Linked DNA regions of Mus musculus: region 2 is linked to region 1. Evidence: chromatin contacts called from public HiChIP or PLAC-seq data. All regions are on one chromosome and are shown on one strand. The core of a region is the stretch at or near the end of the contact, and the rest is flanking DNA. Distances in the headings are between cores, read along the strand shown. Region 1 has its middle 12 kb from the start of Smtnl2. Region 2 overlaps Zzef1 (zinc finger, ZZ-type with EF hand domain 1).

Region 1 (4,341 bases), core at 406-2,905:
GGAAAGCTGAGAAGTCCTGCTGAGAGCATGGGTAGGACTAGGAAGAACTGCCAATAAAGACTCAGGAGCCAGAAGCTGGGGTCAAAGCCTGCTAATTCAGAGAGGCAGAGAGAGCACCCAGCTCATCTTCCTCCTCAGTCAACAGGAAGCTCTCCTCTCCATGGTGTCTCAAAACCCCTCAAACTGAATGTCCCTCCCATCTGCTTCCTGTGCCTCTCTCTATCCATCCTCCTGACTTCTTTTTATTCTCTATGGTTTTTTTTTTCCCTATGTTCTCTCACTGTCAACTTGGCCTCTTGACCTAAGGTTAACATTACTTAATCTTGTTTACAATAAACAGAACACCCTTGAATTAAGGGTGTGTGCTACAGCTGAGCCACACCACAACTAGAAACAGTTTTTTTCCAGTAATAACACAATCTTGGGGTTCACAGTGTGATCACATTTCCTGTAACATTGGAGGACCTGGAATCTAGGGCACTGGGTATTGACAGGGTGGATGAGAAAAGGGGAAACAAGGCTAGCCCATTTACAAAGCCACAATCCCTCTAAGAGTGTGAGACCTCTAAGAGTGTGAGAGAGTCTACCCTCTCTGGTAGACTCCTGAGGCAGCCGACCCCACATTCATTCTAGCTGTGTGAGTTACAACTGCTTAGACCCGCAGTGGTTCTCTGATGGGCTCTCCCTGACTCTACAGTCAGCAGTGTGGGAGGTGGGAGGGGCTGGATAACTACACCGTTCCTTCACCCTGGGACTAGAGGTGGTAGAGACCATTGGAAACCTTGTCTGTGTAGTGCACATATCTGGCTAGGCAGAGGTCTCAATGTGACAGAACACTTGGGAAAATGGCCTGTGCTATATGCTTTGAATGTGAAATGTCCCCAACAGAATCATGTTTTGAACACTTGTTCCCCAGCTGATGGTTCTGTTTTTGGAGGTTGAGGAGTCATTAGAACGTGGGTTCTACCTGGCAGACGTAGCTTATTAGAGCAGGCCTTTTGAAGATCAGAGCTCCCGTGGTCAACCTATGCACCCCTAGCTATGTGAACACAGGCACGCCTTTTCAGCCGTGGAGGACTGCGATCCCATGAAGCCGTGAGCCAAAATACACTTTCCGTCTCTTCCGCTGTTTCTTCCAGTTATGTCTGTCTGTCCACGGACATCCTTTCTTAGGCCACCCTGGATAAAGCAGACCTCACCTCTTCTGTCATTATGAACCACAGACCCTGATGCCATCTCGGCATGCCACTACCTGGCACCTGCAATCAGAGAACTTGTGCGAACATGGCCTGTCCGAATTGGAACACAAGCTCCTTGATGCCAAGGTGTTTCTTTTGTTTGTTGCTGTTTTTCCAGATCTTACCACAGTCCCTAGAAGACAGTAGGGTTCTGTGAATGATTGGCAACTAACTTAATCAATACATTCAAACATTCCCACTGTCACAGTGATGCTTTTACAACAGCCAAAGGTCAGGTGTGATCTAAATGCCCATTAATTGATAATAGATAAACTGTGTGGAATGTTACTCGGGTTTAAATGCCTCATGGGTGAATGCTGGGAATATTTTTATTCTGAGTCAGCCAGCCACAACACCACAAATATTACTGATCCCCTTAAGTGGGGTGCTGGAGTGGTGACATCCCTCCATCAAGGCCTTACCAGAAATCCTGGAGCAGAAAGGGGAGAGCGTGTTCTCCTAGAATCTTGGCTGAAGTCAGAGGTAAGGCTGAGACAATGTGAGCTAGGACTCGGGCAGCACCTGCTACACAGGGACCTGGACTGTCTTGCCAGCCCCACCCCACCCCATGCTGTGGTTTTAGTTGCAGCAGACAAAAACCCCAAATCAGTCATCACCGCTGCCTCTCCAGGTTTGGAGGATGTATTCCATTATTATTGCTTCCTTCTAGGTTCTTCTCAGTGATGATCAAGAACGTTTTTAATCTGTCACTTGCTCTTGAAACATACAGTTGTGTATTCAATTCTAAGTGTGAGTTTATTTTCCTTTATCTATATTTTCCTTTTTTCTTTCTTTCTTTTTTTTTTTCTTCCACTGTTGCTGATGAAGACTCTCATGCTAGAGTCTTGCCTTTTACCTTTAGGTAGCCCCCCCCCCCCAGCCTCTGGCACTGTGATTTCAATGCCCCCTCATCCCTTTCTGTTCTTAAGTTTCACTAAAATGTGAAACAGAAGTTGATTCTTTTTGTTTGGTTGGTTTTTGTTTGTTTTTTTTTGAGACAGGTTTTCTCTGTATAGCCCCGGCTGTCCTGGAACTCACTTTGTAGACCAGGCTGGCCTCGAACTCAGAAATCCGCCTGCCTCTGCCTCCCGAGTGCTAGGATTAAAGGCGTGCGCCACCATGCCTGGCTAAGAGTTGATTCTTGTTGTTGAGACAGGGTTTCTCTGTGAAGTCATGGCTATCTTGGAACTTGCTTCTTGGTAGACCAGGCTAGCCTCCAACCTGGAGATCTGCTGACTTCTGCTTCTTAAACGCTTAGTATTACATACAGTATGAGCTACCACACCTGGACTATATTTTTCTGTTTTTCTTTTTCCTTTTTTTTTTTAATTTGTGTGTCATGTGTGTGTGTGTGTGTGTGTGTGTGTGTGTGTGTGTGTGTGATGTAAGCTAGAGATCAATACTGAGTGTTTTCTAGAACTATTATTTTTTAGACAGGGTCTTTGCTTAACAGGCTAGCAAAACCCTAGGATCTGCCTGTCTCAACAACAAACAACAAAATAAGTCCAAGGAAAAACCGTGTACACAGCTGCAAGCCTGTCTTTCCCTTTAAAACAATTTTTAGGGGTTGGAGAAGTGGTTCAGTTGTACGATCACTGGTTGTCCTGGAACTCACTGTGTCGACCAGGCTAGTTTTGAACTCACAGAGATCCATCTGCCTCTACCTCCTGAGTGCTGGGATTAAAGGCATGCAGTATTTTTAAATTTTTTCTTAAAATGTGATTGGGTGCTTTGTGTGCATGTATGTCTGTGAATCATATCCATCCCTGGTACCAAAGGAAGCTAGAAGAGGAACTGGAGTTACAGACAATTGTGGACCACCATGCAGGTCCTGGGAATTGAACCAGGGTCCGTTAGAAGAACAGCCAGTGCTCTTATCTGCTGAACCATCTCTCCAGCTCCTGGGCTTAACTGCTGAGCTCTCTTTAGCCCTTGGACTTTTTTTTTCTTAATTAAAAAACAAACAAGTAAACTAAACTTTCAGTTGATTTGTGTGCACATATGTGTGTGTGACCACGTGTATAGATGTGTCCTATCACAATGCACATGTGGAGGTCAGAGGACAAATTGTGGCAATCAGTTCGCACCTTCAACTTGTGGGTCCAGGGAATTGAACTCAGATCATTTTTTTTTCTTTCTTTTTTTTTTTTTTTTTTTTATTTTTTGGTTTTTCGAGACAGGGTTTCTCTGTAGTCCTGCCTGTCCTGGGACTCAGATCATAGATCTTGACAGCAATCACCCAATCACCATTACCTGCAGAGTCATTTTGATAGCCCCGGTTCCTCATTTTTTTTTTTTTTTTTTGGTTTTTCGAGACAGGGTTTCTCTGTATAGTCCTGGTTGTCCTGGAACTCACTTTGTAGACCAGGCTGGCCTCGAACTCAGAAATCCTCCTGCCTCTGCCTCCCGAGTGCTAGGATTAAAGGCGAGTGCCACCATGCCCCGCTCCTCATTTTCAAGTTATCTACAAAGTGCATAAAACCTCAAGGCTGTCTGCTAGAGGCCTTGGCTTGGTCTCTGTTGGGCTGGACTCCAGACTAGGGTTTCCTCAGAGTGTCTACTGTGGCCTCCAACTCCTGTGAGTGATCCAATTCTGAGACAGTCCAATGAGGTTAGTGGCGTAGCTGAGGATCCAACCACAGGCACGTGGCTTAGTTTTTGTGGTGAGTTTGAGGGCTACTCTGGTTTTTATGTTCCCCAAGTGACAGCACAGGTCCCAATGCTAGACAGGCCCAGCCTCAGGCCTGCTTCCCCGTTTGTACCACAGCCCATACCCTGTTTTCAGCCTTGTTCTAGGCCCAGCCCTTGGGGTTGCCTGTCTTTCACTGTCTATCCTGTGAGAGCTTCTGCCTCTTTTAAGAAATATCTTGCCAGGTGTGGTAGCAACCGTCCTTGATCCCACCACTTGGGAAGTAGACACAGGAGTATTGCTTCAAGTCTGAGGTCAATCTGGGCCGTATAGCAAGACTGTCTGAAAAACAAACAAAAACCAAAAACAAAATAGAAACCTCTTTATTATTATTATTATTATTATTATTATTATTGAAACTATCACGCTTGTGTGTGTGTGTGTGTGTGTGTGTGTGTGTGTGTGTGTGTGTGT
Region 2 (4,603 bases), core at 1,357-3,856, 420 kb before region 1:
GGGCTAACATTGAGTTACCTGTCTTCCCATAATCCTGCTTCTCCCTGGAGCATGTACTAGTTCAGAACAGGGTACTACCAAGTTCTCCACCTGCCCGAACTTGGTGCTGCCAGCCTCCTTTCCTCTTCTGCTCTCTACTCAGTCATCCCCAGGGCCCACAGCATCAAGCCACCTTGCTCCTCCTCCTCCGCTGCTGCTGCTGCTGCTGCTGCTGCTGCTTTAGAGGTCTTGTGCTGGTCTAGGCCACTCTTACTTTCAGCTTCCTGGGCAACACGCTTACTCGCAGCCTCTGGCTCTCTGTTTGCTTTCCTCTATTCATGATGTTGCAGCACAAGCCTGAGCAGTTCTTCCAGAACACACCTGACTTCCTTCATATTCTCTTACCTCCCCAATAACAAGCTCTACCCTCTGTCTGCTTGCCTCCCCACTACACACATGTGCTTCAAAGAGAAACTAAGACCTCAAACAAAGACATTTCTACTGACCTGGCCTCTCCCAGCTCTCCAGCTCTGTCCTTTGCCACCCTTCCCAACAGTGCAGCTTAGCCATACAATCACCTTCACACACTGCTTCTTCAAGCACCTACTTAGTGTGTAATTCACTCTTCAGAAACATCATAGCACTGCTCACTGGCTCAGGGCTACATTTCCTGTCAAGTAAGGCCTGCTATCTGCTCCCAGAGGTCTCCCGTATAGCATTCATTACACAGCTGACACTGTCTCCTGGCAGGAAGCTCTCTATGGTCACTACAGTGACCCCTCTGGTACTTTTTCCACTGCAGGACCTTCAATGCATCAGGCCCAGCACATAATAGATGTTTAATAAGTATTTTCAATGAAAGTTTGAGGAGGCTGGAGACAAGGCTCAGAATTAACACAGCGTGTTCTTTCAGAAGATCCAGGTTTGGTTCTTAGCATCTGCATGGCAGCTCCCAATCACTCATAACACCAGTTCTAGGGGATCCAATGCAGCCTTCTGACCTTCATGGGCAGTAGGCATACACATGGCGCAGGTATACACACCACCAAACTGTAGCTGGTCTTTGCTACTTTATGGGTTCTTCCTTTTCCCACTCTTTATCCTAACTCCCCCAGTTTTACCCCCTATCAGTAGATAGGAGAGAAAAAAGGATAGAGGGGAGAGAATAATTAGGAAAATTCCTGAATCTAATGTCTTTCTTGACCACAGCTACTAACAAACTGCAACCAACCTCCCTAAATGACTAACAACCACTGACCCTGCCTCTTAGGGGACTCATATTTATGTACCCTCTGAAAAGTTCTCAGAATTCCAAAGTCACACAATCACAGAAATATTTACATCTGGCAAAACAACACTTCTGCTAAAGCACAAGACAAATCATGATCAGCTGCTGAGGAAAGTTTGAAGCAGCCCCATATCCCTACACCTGGGGTTAAAACAAAAGCACATTCTTATATTTCTGTGTTTCTAAAAGAACCAAAAATTCCAGAATTCTTAAAAAAATGTCACTATAGGCTGGGCAGTGGTGGCAAACACGCCTTTAATCCCAGCACTTGGGAGGCAGAGGCAGGCGGATTTCTGAGTTCGAGGCCAGCCTGGTCTACAGAGTGAGTTCCAAGACAGCCAGGGCTATACAGAGAAACCCTGTCTCAAAAAAAAAAAAAAAAAGAAAATAACAATGACTTCTGGCCTCTGTGGTGGGTTACTGTCACCTTTTCTATAAGCATAATTCAACAATAAAGATACATCCTTTTTTTTTTTTAAGACAGGGTCTTACTATATAGTAATGGCTAGCCTAGAACTCACTATTTTAGATGAGGCTAACCCCAAACTCACAAAGGTCCACTTGCTTCTGCCTCCCAAGTGCCTCCCAATTAAAGGCATGCAATCCCGCATCCAGCGAGAGAATAGATGCAATTTTATTGACCACACAGACTCTCTCTGGGCTGTACCTGCTTTTTACGAACTGCCTCAGTTCCTGGAGTTTCCATTTGTCATATTTTTCAAACCGTTTGAAGTGTTCTTCTGCGTGAAACTTATTAGAAGGCGAGTTATAGGCAAAGACCAGCCCACACTGAGCACCAATGCCACCACGGCGAACCTGGGAACAGAGGCAAACATTCTCTGCTGATTTGTCTCCGGTTGACATAGACAGCTTATGGCACAGTGAAACCAATAAAATGCTATTCCATGTTACTACGCCCTGCAAGTAAGGCGGCTATTTCCTCTAAAACATTAGCTTGGCTCTCTCCATTCTTATAGTCACACTCCTCAGAGACTTAAAACTGAATCTAAATTTGCACACTTGCCCTCTGCCAGAGGACTGAGACAGAGGAAGATAATTACTGTATACCCAATGACAGGCAAGGATCTATGGAAACATAACCCAATCACTTTTTTAAAACAAACACACAAACAAGCAAATAAAAACAGGGCCTCTCTATGTAGCTCTGGTTGTTCTATAACTCATTATGTAGAACAGGCTGGCTTTGAATTCACAAAATCCACTGCTTCTGCCTCCTGAGTGCTGGGATTAGAGGTGTGTTCCACCACACCTAGCTCAATTCACTTTAAAACTTTTATTTTTTTTTTTGTGTTTGAGTATTTGCTTACAGATCTGTTTGCACACCACATGCATGCCAGGTTCCACATGGTGAGTCATCACAAGGCTACTGGGAATGGAACTCAGGCTCTCTAGAAGAGCACCTAGTGCTCTTAACTGCTGAGCCATCTCCCCAGTCCCTAATTCACCTTTGAAGAGCACTACAACTACTTAAGAAGGTGGAAGAGAAATTACCATAATTCTTTTTTTGTTTGTTTGTTTGTTTTATTTTTCTCTTTATTTTTTTCACACAAGCCAGTGAGTAACCTGTTTTAACAACATATTAACTTGACAGCAATTTTGTGTAAGCTGCAAACCAAATGAAAAGACAAAAGACTGCCTTTATAGGCCTCTTACTTAGAAGTATGTTTTTTCTCACCAAATACAGTAGCTAATATCTAACACTGCAGAAGTGGTCATGAATCAAGGGGATGGAGCAAACATCACAGCCCTTATAGAGTGGGCTTAGCAAAGACTGCACAGTAATTACCATAATTCTGATCTGTGTAACTTGGAAGGCAGAGTCACTTCCTGTAGAAAAAATAGTACTTGCTCTCGTTTTTCCAGTCTCTGTAAGAAAACCTAAGAAAAAGGAAAAGAAAGAGAAAGTTAGGACGTTTGAGTCATGGTTACAGCCCCGAAGATCTAGTATCAACAAAAGCAAGGGTAGCCAGCCTATCTGGTACCTTTGTGACAATTAGAAAAACAATACCTCTTTAGCAGATGTGGCTCCCTCCCACATCTCTACCTTCTGCAAAAAAGCAGTAAGAGATTCTCCAACACACACACACACACACACACACACACACACACACACACACACACGGTACAGTCTCCTCAGATTGTAATTTTCAATCAGAGACAGAATACTGTAGGGTCAACCATCTTCCTGAATCATCCCGAAAGCCATGACTAATGTTTGACTGAGTTGATTAAAAACAAGTGGGTTTAGCAACTGAAGGCTTCTTGAATACGCTGTCAGCAAAGGTTAGGACAGATGCTGAAACAGGAGGGGGATTATTGGGTGTTCTGTCTATTTCATTCTCAGTTATTGGTATCTTTTCCTGTCTCTAAGCTATTTTATAATTTTGTAAGTTGAATACTGAGGGTAATGCAAGTGTTTTTGTCTAAAGAAATATATATTTTAAAAAGAAAAGAAAAGAAAAGGAATGTAGCTGATTACTAACTGTAAGTAAATACCATCATCGGGCTTTGTGTTTTATGATTTTTCCTTTAACTATTGATACTGTTTCTTCCTTCCTTTGTCTAAAAGTCTGATGTGTTCATTTGCAGTTGTATGAGTCATATACCTTTTTTGGTTACAAATTATCTCTCAACTCACAAAAAGATCTGTTGTTAAACTCAAGGTGCAGCAGAGTAATGCAAGGACACGCTCAAGTCCATGCTCCTTGAGCTTTTCTCCTGGGGCCCTGACCTGATTTCAATCATTCTCCTGTAAAGCCAAAACACTGAAATGATGGTCATGTTCTTACTCCACACCTGAGTTTAATAACACAAACATTCCTAGACTCTGGGTTTCCACAAGACAATTGTGTAAAACGTGTTACAAGGACCAAGAAAATGAACCCAAGAGGTTCTTTGCTAACTCACAGACAGATGCTGTCCTGTGATCTGGTTCTATCAGGAATGAGAAGCAGTACAATGGCAAAAACCCATAAAACTACAACTCATGTTGTCAAATAGCAATTCTGCTTACAATTCTAAGAAAGCATGGTGCCAGAAATGCACACAATTCTAAGAGCAACACACCCACACAATCCTAATTGTCCCCAGAGTCCTAGATGAACCCATTTATGAGAACTGATTGTAATAGGATTTTAGGTTGGTTTTATTTTTCCTGTTTTTTTGAGACAGGGTTTCTCTGTGTAGCCCTGGCTGTCTTGGGACTCACTCTGTAGACCAGGTTGTCCTTAAACTTAGAGACTCACTTGCCTCTGCCTCCTGAATGCTGGGGTTAAAAGCATGTACCACCACTGCCTTGTAGCTCAGCTGGCCTGG

Evidence for each region. HiChIP or PLAC-seq counts read pairs in DNA pulled down with a chosen protein or histone mark.
Region 2: a FOXA1 HiChIP or PLAC-seq map of pancreatic cancer cells shows a contact between it and region 1. The contact joins two enhancer-like sites. A contact is called at or near these places in 1 of 115 datasets of contacts at active chromatin or transcription factors (pancreatic cancer cells) and 1 of 9 other capture datasets (macrophages).

What each region holds. Positions count from the first base shown.
Region 1 is chr11:72,421,220-72,425,560 of GRCm38.p6, reverse strand. No RefSeq gene overlaps it. Among named protein-coding and RNA genes, the nearest start is that of Smtnl2, 12 kb to the right of the region's middle. Within about 2 kb of position 1,655, at least 8 of the 459 cell types and tissues checked have an H3K27ac peak or open chromatin away from gene starts, as enhancers often do. A contact at or near this core is called in pancreatic cancer cells, where this site is marked.
Region 2 is chr11:72,841,819-72,846,421 of GRCm38.p6, reverse strand. It overlaps Zzef1 (zinc finger, ZZ-type with EF hand domain 1), which reads right to left. Exons shown (of 55, transcript NM_001045536.2): 10 at 3,075-3,166; 11 at 1,935-2,083. Among named protein-coding and RNA genes, the nearest start is that of Gm26121, 38 kb to the left of the region's middle. Within about 2 kb of position 2,606, at least 30 of the 459 cell types and tissues checked have an H3K27ac peak or open chromatin away from gene starts, as enhancers often do. A contact at or near this core is called in pancreatic cancer cells, where this site is marked.